Regions from separate parts of the Oryzias latipes genome. Here region 1 is linked to region 2. A link is a contact called in public Hi-C data. All regions are on one chromosome and are shown on one strand. The core of a region is the stretch at or near the end of the contact, and the rest is flanking DNA. Distances in the headings are between cores, read along the strand shown. Region 1 holds the start of LOC101175150 (plexin-A1). Region 2 overlaps LOC101174907 (MICOS complex subunit mic25a).

Evidence for each region. Hi-C and Micro-C count contacts between places; a contact is called where the count stands out from the background.
Region 1: a Hi-C map of embryo shows a contact between it and region 2, with 1.9 times the contacts expected there. The contact joins the promoter of LOC101175150 here to the enhancer-like site in region 2. A contact is called at or near these places in 2 of 5 Hi-C or Micro-C datasets (embryo and fibroblasts).

Annotation. Positions count from the first base shown.
Region 1 is chr5:30,294,829-30,300,681 of ASM223467v1, forward strand. It overlaps LOC101175150 (plexin-A1), which reads left to right and starts at 2,479. Exons shown (of 32, transcript XM_011475607.3): 1 at 2,479-2,935.
Region 2 is chr5:30,197,329-30,203,040 of ASM223467v1, forward strand. All of the region lies in intron 4 of LOC101174907 (MICOS complex subunit mic25a), which reads left to right. Among protein-coding and RNA genes, the nearest start is that of LOC101174907, 11 kb to the left of the region's middle. Within about 2 kb of position 2,448, at least 3 of the 8 cell types and tissues checked have an H3K27ac peak or open chromatin away from gene starts, as enhancers often do.

The sequences.
Region 1 (5,853 bases), core at 1,229-3,728, 98 kb after region 2:
ATAGCTTCACTTACATTTTGTTATTATTAATTGATTCCTTTTGGGGATTATTCTGTTCTGTCGCCGCAAAAACTGAAAATTGTGAAAACTCCAGTCGTATGAACTCATCCTAATAGTTACCATAGTATGTTTTCATTGAGAAAAAAAAAAACTTGTTAAAAAATATCTTTAATGTAACTTTTTTAGTTATTTTAACTAAAAAAAGGACCCCAAAAAAGCCCTGCCATCTCCAAAAACCCTAGCATATTTGTTCAGCAGTATTTCAGATCAAGGTACTTTAAGTCAGTTAAGTAAGATTTTGAGCTTTCACGGTATTTAAGTTAAGTGAATCATTTACATTTAGAACACCTCAACCTACATACTGGTGAAAGTTGGAATTGTGCATTTAGCTCAGAAATGATGCTTACAAGTGCTGTGTATTGGCAAGATTCTGACGATATGCATCGCAATACACGTCACAATACGATGAACATCGTGATACACATGTCACGATGTGGAACGCATCATGATATACATGTCACAATACGATTACATTGTGATACACGTCACGATATGATGTAACCCAAGCCTGTAACAGAACATATTACAATTTTTAAAGACTATGACTTTGAAAAACGTTGAACACTAAAATCCCGTTCACGTGCACGCCTCTGGTATCACGTTGTCATTCTCGGCCATGTTCAGAGGAGTGTCGACTTTGAGCTGTGTGACATCAACTGCCAGACTAACGAGGGAACATCCAGCACGAGATGGTCCTCGTGAGATCTTCTTCTTTTGGTGTAGAGCTGCTGAAAGAGTGAACTAGTGGTCAGGGGTTTGAATGGAACGTAAAAGTGAAGCTCTCAAAAACGATACCAGTATTTCTGATTAAATCATCACAATATTTTACAGAATCCAGTTTTTCCTACACCCCCTGTGCTCTGTTCACACCGCACAGTGCCTCACCTTCACTTTCGACTGTCGGCATCCATCCAGTAAAGCACCCCTTCCTTATAGTCCCACTTTAATTGTCTTTTGATCTCTTTTTAAAGCTTTCCCAGAGGTCTTTTAATTATGATTACGTCGGTTTTAGCCAAATTCCAAAAAGCTGTTGTTTCATAGGACAAAGTGTCAGCAGAGTGGCAGTAGAGCGGATCGGGTCTACAAGCCTGTGTTCAACTCTGACACAAACAAATGACAAACATAACGTCTTGATAACAATGGTTATATATCAAAGAAGAACGAACCATCCAGTCTGTGTAGAAGTGTTTCAGTTCATTTTTAATGTGTTGCTATCTGTAAAGTGTTTTTCAAACACTAAATGTCCATAACAATAAAAAAAAGATCCCGTTATCCTAAAATGTCCTTGAATTTGCTCGGAGGCGATGCTATGATAAAAAGATGGCCTTGTGGGTGCAGCGTGTCTCAGATCTGTCATCAAGATGTCACTCACTTCCTGTCGGCTTCCACTGACTGATGGGGGGGCAGAACGCTACTTATCTGGACTTTCCTTGGCTGTACACTCAACCAGACTGACCTTTGCTTCGAACAGAGCTGCCAGCTCCTGCGGGGGGCTAACCCACGCTGCAGAAACAGAAGGAACAAAACAACAGTAAGGGACAAACGGGCCAGCAGCATTTAATAGACCAGTTTTACATGTGCAGAAAGAATCCATCAAGAGTCCCACCTCCTATCATCCTGCAGTTGTTTTTCCAAATCCAAAAATAGTAAACTTCTTTAGGCTTCAGAGATGTTTGATTCACTGAAGCTGAGTTTTTAGTTTGTTTAATGTCCAAGTTCAAGTTTATAATATTATAAGGCGCCTTAAAATGACCGCAGTCAAACAAGACATTGGACATAAAAAGCAACACCTAAGAGGTTAAAACAATTAAAGATATAAATAAGTATTACATAAACATAAGATAAAAGCAAAACAATAAGAGTGAAACATACAGAGCAGAGTTGGTGCTGTGTCAAAAGCCTGGCTATATGAACTCGTTTTGAGAAGTTTTTTTTTTTAAATGGACAGTGAGGAGGCCTACCTGGGTAACGTTCGTTCCCCAGCTTCCCCAGCCAGATTGAAAATGCTCGTTCCTCTTGGACTTCCAGGAGAAGGTTAGAGTATAAGGAAAGAGAAGCTAATCATGAATAGATTAAAGTCTGAGCTAAAAGCAAAAAAAAAAAATTAAGATAAAAGCTGGATGAAAGATGGATTTCTGTCAGAGGAGGAGTTGATGGACAAGTGTGATAAAAACGTTTTGGCGTTGTAAAATTTTCAAGAGAAAATAGCCTGTTGTTTTAATGTGAGACTAAGCATTAGGAACTTCTATTTTATTGTGACTTTAATAAACCCCCCTGGTGGTCTTAGATTGGGTTTTAACATTGTATGTAAATATTGGATCAAATTTTATTAAATTATTGAAAAACCCTTGTTTTTAGTCTCTGTTTAATTTAACATGTTTTTATTTAAATCTTTAATTCTAGGCTGAAATTGTTCTGACTTTTTTTTCTGACCTTGTTTGCGTTGTTGACTGTGATTCAGCAAATCCTTCAGCTTTATTTACCTCTTTACTTTAGACAATCGATGGGCGCATAGCGTTTATTCATGAAATCAAACAAGTGTTTTCTATCAAATACAGTAAAAGTTATGAAGATGCATCAGTTTAACTCTGGAAAGTGTCACTGCATGAAATATTCATGAAAACCTCCTCAGTCTTTACATCTGATGCTGTGAAGCCCCCTGTGGGTGGGCTGAGGTACTGCACGCCTTCTCCTCCTCCCTCCTCCTATCCCTCCTCCCTCTCGGAGCCGGAGCTGCATTCCTCTCCTCTCCATTCACACGCAGGGAGCCGTCGGAGAGGGAGCACCGCCGCTGCGTGACCAGCGTGGAAATGTTTCCAAGTTTTGGAATTTAAAACCATGGCGGGGATTTGGGTCCCGGGGATCCCGTGAAGACGTAAGTACCGGCAGAAGTCCCGCGCGCGTCCAAGCCGCAGTTTTTCTGGATTTCTTTCTGCTCGTTAGCTCTCTGCTCGGTCGGTGTGTGGCGAGTTTGCTTGAACAGGATTTCTAACCCACGATGCCGCTCCACTATTTTTCTCCTTGAGCCCCATGAGTTCCAGTTGAAGCTCTGCGTGAAAAACGCGTGAAGGAGCACGCGGATCCACTTTTCTTGAGGCGGAGGCGCGCGTCTGTTGCGTGAAACTGCAGATGCGCCGCGATGCTCCATTCCTCCACCAACTTGCTTCATTTGGAGGCTTTTTTGCGCAGCGTGGAATAGCTCCCGGATTCCGCGCGTGTGCGCTCGCTGCAGTGAGTTTAGAGTTTGAGGCTGAACGTTCACGCGTGGAACAGCAGCCGCCCTCCTCATGGACCCCCAAATCTCAGGGATTCAGCTCAGCTGTCGCCTGCGTTTGCGCACCGAGGGCGCAGGAGGAGGCGGTGGGACTTTTCTCTGATTGTTGCTCCGGATTGGAACCAGTTTATTTTTCCCATTAAAAGCACCTGAGGAGGAGGGGGGAGAGGGGGAGGGGGGCAGTTGAGATTTCTCTGGGGGCTTTAGAGACGCAGTGCTTTGCTCCAAAATCGATTCCCCTATTAGCTTTGAAATAATTAGAAATAGTGTTGGAGTGATGTGAAAGGATCGCTAATCTGCTAACGAATGAGAGGCAATTTGTAAGCTTTGTTATTCGACAGCAATTAAATTCCCCCTTTTGAGCGGGGATGGAGCGGGGAGGCGGGCTGCGGGGGGGGGGGGGGGGGGGGGGGGCTTGGTGAGTGCGCGGAGTGCGCACTGGCTGCGCGCGTCGGCGGTGCGCTCTCATCGGATTCTCCTCACTTCTATTTGGCTTTTTAATCAAATCCCGGGTAACCAAATGAGCCCCCACCCACCCTGCGCCCGCGCGCGCTGCGTGAATTCAATTGCAGCCCCCTTTTAAACATGTATTCATTCTATTAAATCAGCAGAGGCGTGGAGAGAAGCTGAAGCAGCTTTTTTTTCTAAATAAAGGAGGAGAGTGGCCAGACTCTGAGGACAGAAGGGTGTGAATGCAGTTTTTAAACCAAGTGGCTGTCCTGCATATGATCACTCACCTGAACGCATCAGTGAAGCAGGAATAAAGAGACCAGATACTGCATCATCACACACACAAACCAAATTTTGCACCAGTTTTTTGCCTGATCTGAACTGAAATGGCAATAATGTGGACAAACCAAACCCAAACTTTGAGGCTGGTTGAATAACCAGAACTGAGGAGATGCTGGTTTTGTTGTTGTTTGTGTGGTTAATACGGTTCCTGTGAAGGAATCCTGCTGCAATTAGCAGACAGTAATAGGACCGTAATGTTATGGTTGCATGTTCAGGCATGTTCTTAACGACTGCTGCCTTCCTGGGCTCACCGTGTGTGGCAACATCAAAATGAAACACTATTCCCAAAACTCAAGGTTTGTGCAGAAAAAAAAATGTCACCTTGTAAGGCACTTTACATAAAAGTTGGCAATCCACCCAGAAAATTACAAGCAATTTGCCTCAATCATCCCTAATTATGATACAGATCTGCTCCACAATGGAGCAGCCATGTCATGAATTTTCAAACTCCACTGTCTGCTGCTCCTGCTGCTCAGAAGTCAGTGATGTCCCAGCTTTGGAATCCGAGCTGACATGTGCACTTTGCAGCCCCGTGGCCCGGCCTTTGTGCTGCTGTCCCCGCGTTGCATTCCTCTGGACCCGTCAGGCGTGTTTCAGGTCTAATTGTATTGCAGTTGGATGACAAAACACAAGAGCTGAGTTGAGGCTGCAGCCAACATGCACATAGCCCTGCAAAATGTGGCCATACATGTTTGTTTTATTTAATAGTTTTTTTTTATTTTAAAGGAGCAAAAAAAATCAAAGGTGTGGATGAAATTTCTGCAAAAATCAACAGCTCTTTCCCTGCTGTGGTGAGGACTTTTAGAGAACTCCTGCAGGCTGTGCTGCTCAGTGATTTATGCTGTCATGCAACAGACCAATGTAACAGTCTTGTTTAGTAGTTGTGCTGCATTTTTTACATTTTAAACCGGTGCAAGAGTCATCTTTAGGCGTTTCTTCCTCTGCAAACTCCCGCTGCCACTCAGCCTTTTCCCTAACGCTCTGATTGTCAAAAGCTCCCGAGTATCTCCGCCTTTTTCTTCCATTTTCCATCTTTCACCCTTTTCCTGCTCCTGAAAGCACCTTTCATGGCTGCCTTGGTGTTCCATTTTCCACACACCTTTAGATTCTTCAGCGTTGATCGTTGCCTTGGCTCATTGCTTCCATCCTGAAAGAGGATCTCCTCCCCCCTTATGTGTTAGAGCCTTCTTGGCTGTAAAGTAATATCTGTTTTCCTATCGCAGCGCGAGGACATGACTTGTTTTTATTACATAGGTTTTCATTTGTGTCAGTCATCCTAAAGAGGTTAGCCGGGATGTTTCCGGCGCTCCGCTAAATGAAGCGCCTATCATCCACTCGTCTTTTCCCAACACCTCGGTCTAGATTCTCTTTATTCTCTCTCCGACGTGAAGCCTCGCCCCGTCCTCTCTGCCTCTCAGTTGTGTGTTTGTGCGATGCCCCGAGGCGAGGAGCCACACAGAGGCAATATTAAAACACATTACAGGGGGAGCAGCAGTGGGGCTCCATCTATAGACCCCTATGCTTCTGCACACATCTCTCATGGTGCGGCTGACGAGCCCTAATATGAAAGGAACCGGGTTGCCAATACCTGACGGGTCTACCTCGACTGACTTCTCAAATTAGAATGACCTCCATTTGGCCCACATAAGAAGCTGGGATGGAGAGTCTGTGGGCGTTGTTGACCCGCAAAGTGGTGGTGCATTACCAGTCATATCAAGAGGTGAATT
Region 2 (5,712 bases), core at 1,198-3,697:
CACATGAACGGGCAAGGTGGGTCTAGGTCGACGGCCTCACCTCTGCACCACGACCGCCCTGTTATTCAAGCAGAAACGACTAAAGCTTCAGTCACATTCCCCTGTAAGTGGGCGTTGACCCGCAGGGGCGCAGCTGGTTTTTGATTTGTCCGGCTCGTGGAGGGTCTTTGCTGTGGTTGCACCGTAAGGGAAGCACAGGTGTGTCTTTAGGATCGTACGGCCATCTTAAGGGGACGTCATGAAAACGGAACGTACCATTGTCGTATGTGTGGTGGCTGTTTCAATAAGTATTTGTAAGGAGGGTAGAAGTTATGCCCTACAGGTGATGTTGTCGTAGTTCACCCTTAAGGCACACTCTAGTGTTTAGTAAGGTGTGAGTACTGGTTCCTGGTTCCTTACTGGCTGCTCGCGAATGGTAAGCGTACGTGGTGTGCAAGTGATATGCAAGAGCCCCATAGGATGCGCGTAGGATGTCCACACCAACTACACCCTGATGGTCTGATGTCCTCATTTCTAACATCACATGAACAGGACTAACAGGGTCCTTGCAGAGGTTGCAGGATTTGGGGTGAAATTTGTGGGACACACGCCTCCTTATCGCCTACTTCACCCTTACTTAACCTTACGTGTTGTATAAGTGTTCTCTACGACCTGTCGCCCGCATCATGCCCGTAGAAAGAAATGTGCACCGAGCGGTTCACGACCTTGATGTTTCGTGACGACCACCTCCGTGCCCTGTACAGGTTTGCCCTTTTCTCACCTGCAGACAACTTGTGTCCACCCGTAAGGACAGTTGTGACTAAGGCCTACGATGGATCGACTACAATGGGAAGAAAGCTCATTAACCAATTTACACTGACATGTTCTCCAGAATGCAAATATACAGAAATAAAAGTCCTACTCTCTCTGCACCTAAATACCCTTTTGAGCTTTGCAGTTTTTCCTGCGTTTACATCAAGTTTATAATTTTATGATCAAATTGGTTTTTGTTTCAGAAATCTTTTCAAAAGAAATCATTTGAATGTAAAGTCTCCGTCCATCGTGTACTTTTCCATCTTTGGCACAATTTCTACTATTCTTGTGTCCGACCTGTCACTCTACCTGGAAAGGTGCGATCGCGCACAGCTTTTTTGCAATATGGTCTTATCTTGTCACAAGACCACATTTAACACTCGAAGGAAGGTGCAGACGAAATGAAATGTCACAGCACTTTAACACCTCTTTCCCTCTCCATTTTCGCACTTCCTGTGTTTGTTTTTCCTCCAGTCTTTTTCTTTTCACCTCCACAAGTGTTGTCCCTGTGAAAAACTACGAAGGCATTAGTATGCAGAGGTATCACACGCTAAGCACATGCGTGCAGGCTGGAACAAAGACCTGCTTGAAGCTAATGGAGCTGTGGAAAGAAAGGTGTTTTCTTTTCTTTTTTTTTCTTTTAAATACATTTTTGCCAATAAAATGCATGTTTATTCAGCTGAATCCAATTATTGACGCTGCATTTCTTTAATTAACCCCACAAATAGGAAAAACACCTAAAGGCAGACATTTATGTCAAATTAAAACCAAGAAATCCAGAATTGTTATGACTAGATGTTTAAAATAATTTTGAATTTAGAGTTAAAAAATTGACCTTTTTTTTTTTAAATGTATTTATTTATTTAAGTGAGACAACAGAACAACAAAACAAAACAACAAACACTTGAAAAAACAGATCTGACAAACACAGCTACCAATAAAAAAAAATAAAAAATTGACCTTTAAAGACCTACTTGTTTAAAAATTGTGTTTTTTATCATTTTTCTGATGATGGAGGACATGTATATAGAAAATTAGGCTTAAAATTTAATTCTTAGTATATCTTTACATTGTAGCAAACAAATAGATGCTGTTTAAAAAAAAGATCTTATTTGTTATGTCGGAAAATGCTATGGGTGGGCCACAAGCTCTCTGCTCCGCCCCCTTCTCATGCAGCAGAAGGAGGCAAATTTCTATTGAACTTTCCAAAAGGAGACGGGTTCAGGTAAACATGAAATTTGGCTTTTTAAGACATTTAGGTTGTGGGATGTTGGTTAAAAACGTCATAATCATAATTAAAACATCCCCGGGGAATGTTTTTATACATGAACATTTTTTTACATAGGGGACTTTAAAGTAAATGTGCAGTTTGAAACTAATAAATCCTTGGACTGGTCACTAGATGGCAGTGTTGAAACATCTTAAGCTCAAAGTAGAAGATGTGGGATGACTTGGTGTTGTGCTGCTGGGCAACATGTTTCCTTCCTCTAGATTTTTTCTTCTTCCGTCTCTTCTTTTTATCTTTCTACACTGTGTGTGTGTGTCTGTGTGTGTGCACACGCGTGCACGTGTGAGGGATGAGTCAGAGGGAAGCTGTTGTCACTGTCCGGCAGAACGATGATGGAAAACCCAGGCCAAAATCCCCACATTCATTAAAGCCGGACCTGAGATGACACGCCGTGAGGCCGCAGCTGTTGAGGCCACACATGCAGCTCGCAGCTGCTGCTGCGCTGAAGACGCCGATAAGAGACCAAAGGCCGCGCTTCAACCCAACATGCAGCACCCTTCAAACACCAGCCCCCTGTCAGAACTTCACACACATCCGTTCTTTTTTTCAGACACTTCCTAACCTGCGCAATCTATCATGCTTCTATTGAATTGGCTAATCTCTGGGATTATGGTGATGGCAATCCAACTAGTAATCAACACATTTGAAATCTAACTGAACATCTGTATTCCTGCAAAAATGCACGGATTCTGATAGATGAGGATGATTGAAGTTTAAGCTAATATGAAGGTTTTGGTGGAAACATGGAGATGGCTTGGTGCTAGATTTTCTTGAGAAGATGAAAACAGCTGAAACAGTTGAAGCTTGAATCAGAATATTGTCTGCAAAAGCTGCTAAAAATCGCTGTTCAGGTGATTGCAAAATGGTAACATTTCTGATTCAATTATTTAAAAAAGACGTACAAATAAAGATTTTGTCTTTTAAAGTTTGCTAAGTTCTTAAAGACGCATTTCCGTGTTTCCGTTCTATGTGAAGAAATGAAAAGTATCCCACTCCAATAGCATTTTCATTCAATTCCCACACCCGTTGTCTTTTGATTTATCTTCAAAGTGTTCCCAGAGGTCCTGTTTTTAGCCAAAATCAAAACATCTGTGTCGTTTTCTAGGACTTAGTTTCTGCAGAGCGGCAGGAGTTCATTAGAAATCCATCTCTGAGTTGTGGGTGGGACCATTAATGTGGATCTCCCCCATTGCTGAGAGGAACAGAGTGGAGCGGGGAAGTGTTGTGTTACAGTATACGTCACAAATGGCTCTTTTTCAAACGGCCTTTTTTTTCTTCGGCGCCTGATTCACAGCAATTAAAATAAAAGAAAAAATTCTCAAAAATTCCATTTTAATCTTCACTTTGTTTATATTTGTCCTTCATCATCAGAAAAATGCCACCAGAACATGTTAGAAACACCGTTTTCATCAGAGTGGGTCTTTATTGAGAACCATGTTTTGGAGAAATTTGACGCTTTAACCATTCATTTTGTCATCGAGAATGAAAAATGTAAAGTTTGAAATAAACATTAAAAGTATAAGCATTCTGATTTCTTTAAAAAATGAAAAGAGCTAAAAACTAAAGCAATAAGCAACTAAATAAAACAAGATAAGCATCTGGTGTAAAGGAGATGAAGCTTTTTCTGAGCATAGCGGTGACTCTTTGACTGTCTCAGTGACGGTTCACGGTGAACACACACACACACACACACACACACACACCCACACCCACACACACATACACACACACACACACACACACATGCGAGCTGCAATGATTTAGACACACATTTACACATTTGTGCCGCTATCAGGCGGTGTTATCACAGACTTGACATCTTTTCTGCATGTTAAGCCCCTTTGTGCGCTCCCCCACAGCCCCCCCGCCGCCCCGAGCAGCGGCAAATGCTGACGAGCAGAGCTCGCCGGGTTGGGAGGTTTGGATGTATGCAGAGCAGACGTACAAAGCTGCACACAAATCCAGCGCCGCACCTGTCCTGTCGCAGATTTAAAAAAATAAATACTTAAAAATGTTAAAATTCCACTGTGAATTAAAGATAAAGTTTTATCTCTAATACTCTCCCTATAAAAACATTTTTTGTGTAGTGTTATTAAGTTAAGAAGCTGTTAACTTTTTTGTAGAGTTTTTTTTTAAATAGTTGCTTTTGTGTCAAAGCAAAATCAACTGAGTTTAATTGAAATAAGAACTATTTTGTTTTATTTTTTCCAGTTGAATACATCCCAGTACTGAAGCCAGTTTCTGTTCTCACCTTGTGTTCCAATCTGTCTCTTTCACTTTCTTCCCGATCTGTGTTGGCAGGTCTGTAAAATCTGGAGTTTTTGTTCTTTTTGCTTCATCAAATCCTAACTGTTGGATTTTAGTTGAATGAAAACGTGGAAGTCTTCCTGTTTGGTTCTATTTTTCCATCTGCGAATCCATTTATTCCACTCAGCTGGTTCTTTAAGTACCATCTCACTTCACATTTTTCAATATTTAACTAAAAATCTCTGTATATTTGGTTTCTTATCAATGTAACACATTTTATTTATCGCAATCTAACTGTCATCAAATCAACATTTGCGTATAAAGCACTTTATATGTAACACAAAGTGCATAACATGCTAAAAACTTTTTTTTTAAACATAAATACCAAAAGCAAAAACCTTCACACTAAAAAATGGTTTATTCTGCTTTGTTATGACCAGAATGCATCATTGTTAGACAAAAACAATGACATCAGTATCTCTTGTAACGTTGTTTTAGTTGATGAGATAATGATTTAGGTAAACTAAACATTAAAGCCCGTTGTCACGGCTAACAGGGCTTTGTGTTTTGGGGGATTTTACTTGTAAACTATTTGAAGTCAACCTCATCCAAACCCGTGCTCATATGGCAGCATGCTGATCGATTACATTGCATGTACAGGGATGTGCTGCAGGAAGCATGTCAGAAAAGCACACAGCACAGCTGGTTTTAGCATTATTTTTTTGCAGTAAAGGGGCGTGTCATAATTGGGAGAGTTTCTCATCTGTAATGAGTGGAGTTCAGCAGCTTTACTCCACACATCCTCATCACTGCGTTTCCAGACCTTCGTTTGGTTTCTGAATTAATGAGCCTCAAAAGCTCCCACTGGCAATGCGGTGTTCCTTTTACAACTGAGTTTGGGGATCAATTCAAAGTAGAGTTTATGGCAAACAGCAGTATTGACCAAACAGGAGCTTTAGGGAAGGAGGGGGGGGGGCACTCAGCGGTTCCAGTTGTGTTTATTACTGTCACACATGATGAATGTTCCCACCTTATCCATTCCTGTCGAGCAGCGACATGAGGAATGCTGTCAGTGAGTCCGATGTTATTTTCTCCTCTCTGTCTGCGTTTGGATCGCTCCCTCTTCCTCCTCACCTCCTTCCTCCTAATTAAAAAACTAAATCAGGACTTTAACTCTACAGAGTGTCTGCCAGTGACATTCACTAGACTAATCCTAATTTTACCCCCCCCCTCTTTTTGCTCTGGAGTCCAAGTATGAAACAACACCGAAAATCTTTTTCTCCCCAAATACACAGATTTATTTAAATGTCCCATTTGCATAATTTTGTATTTACATAATTGATTTCCAAGGAAGCGCTTCTCATCCTCTGAGGTTGTTTCGGAGA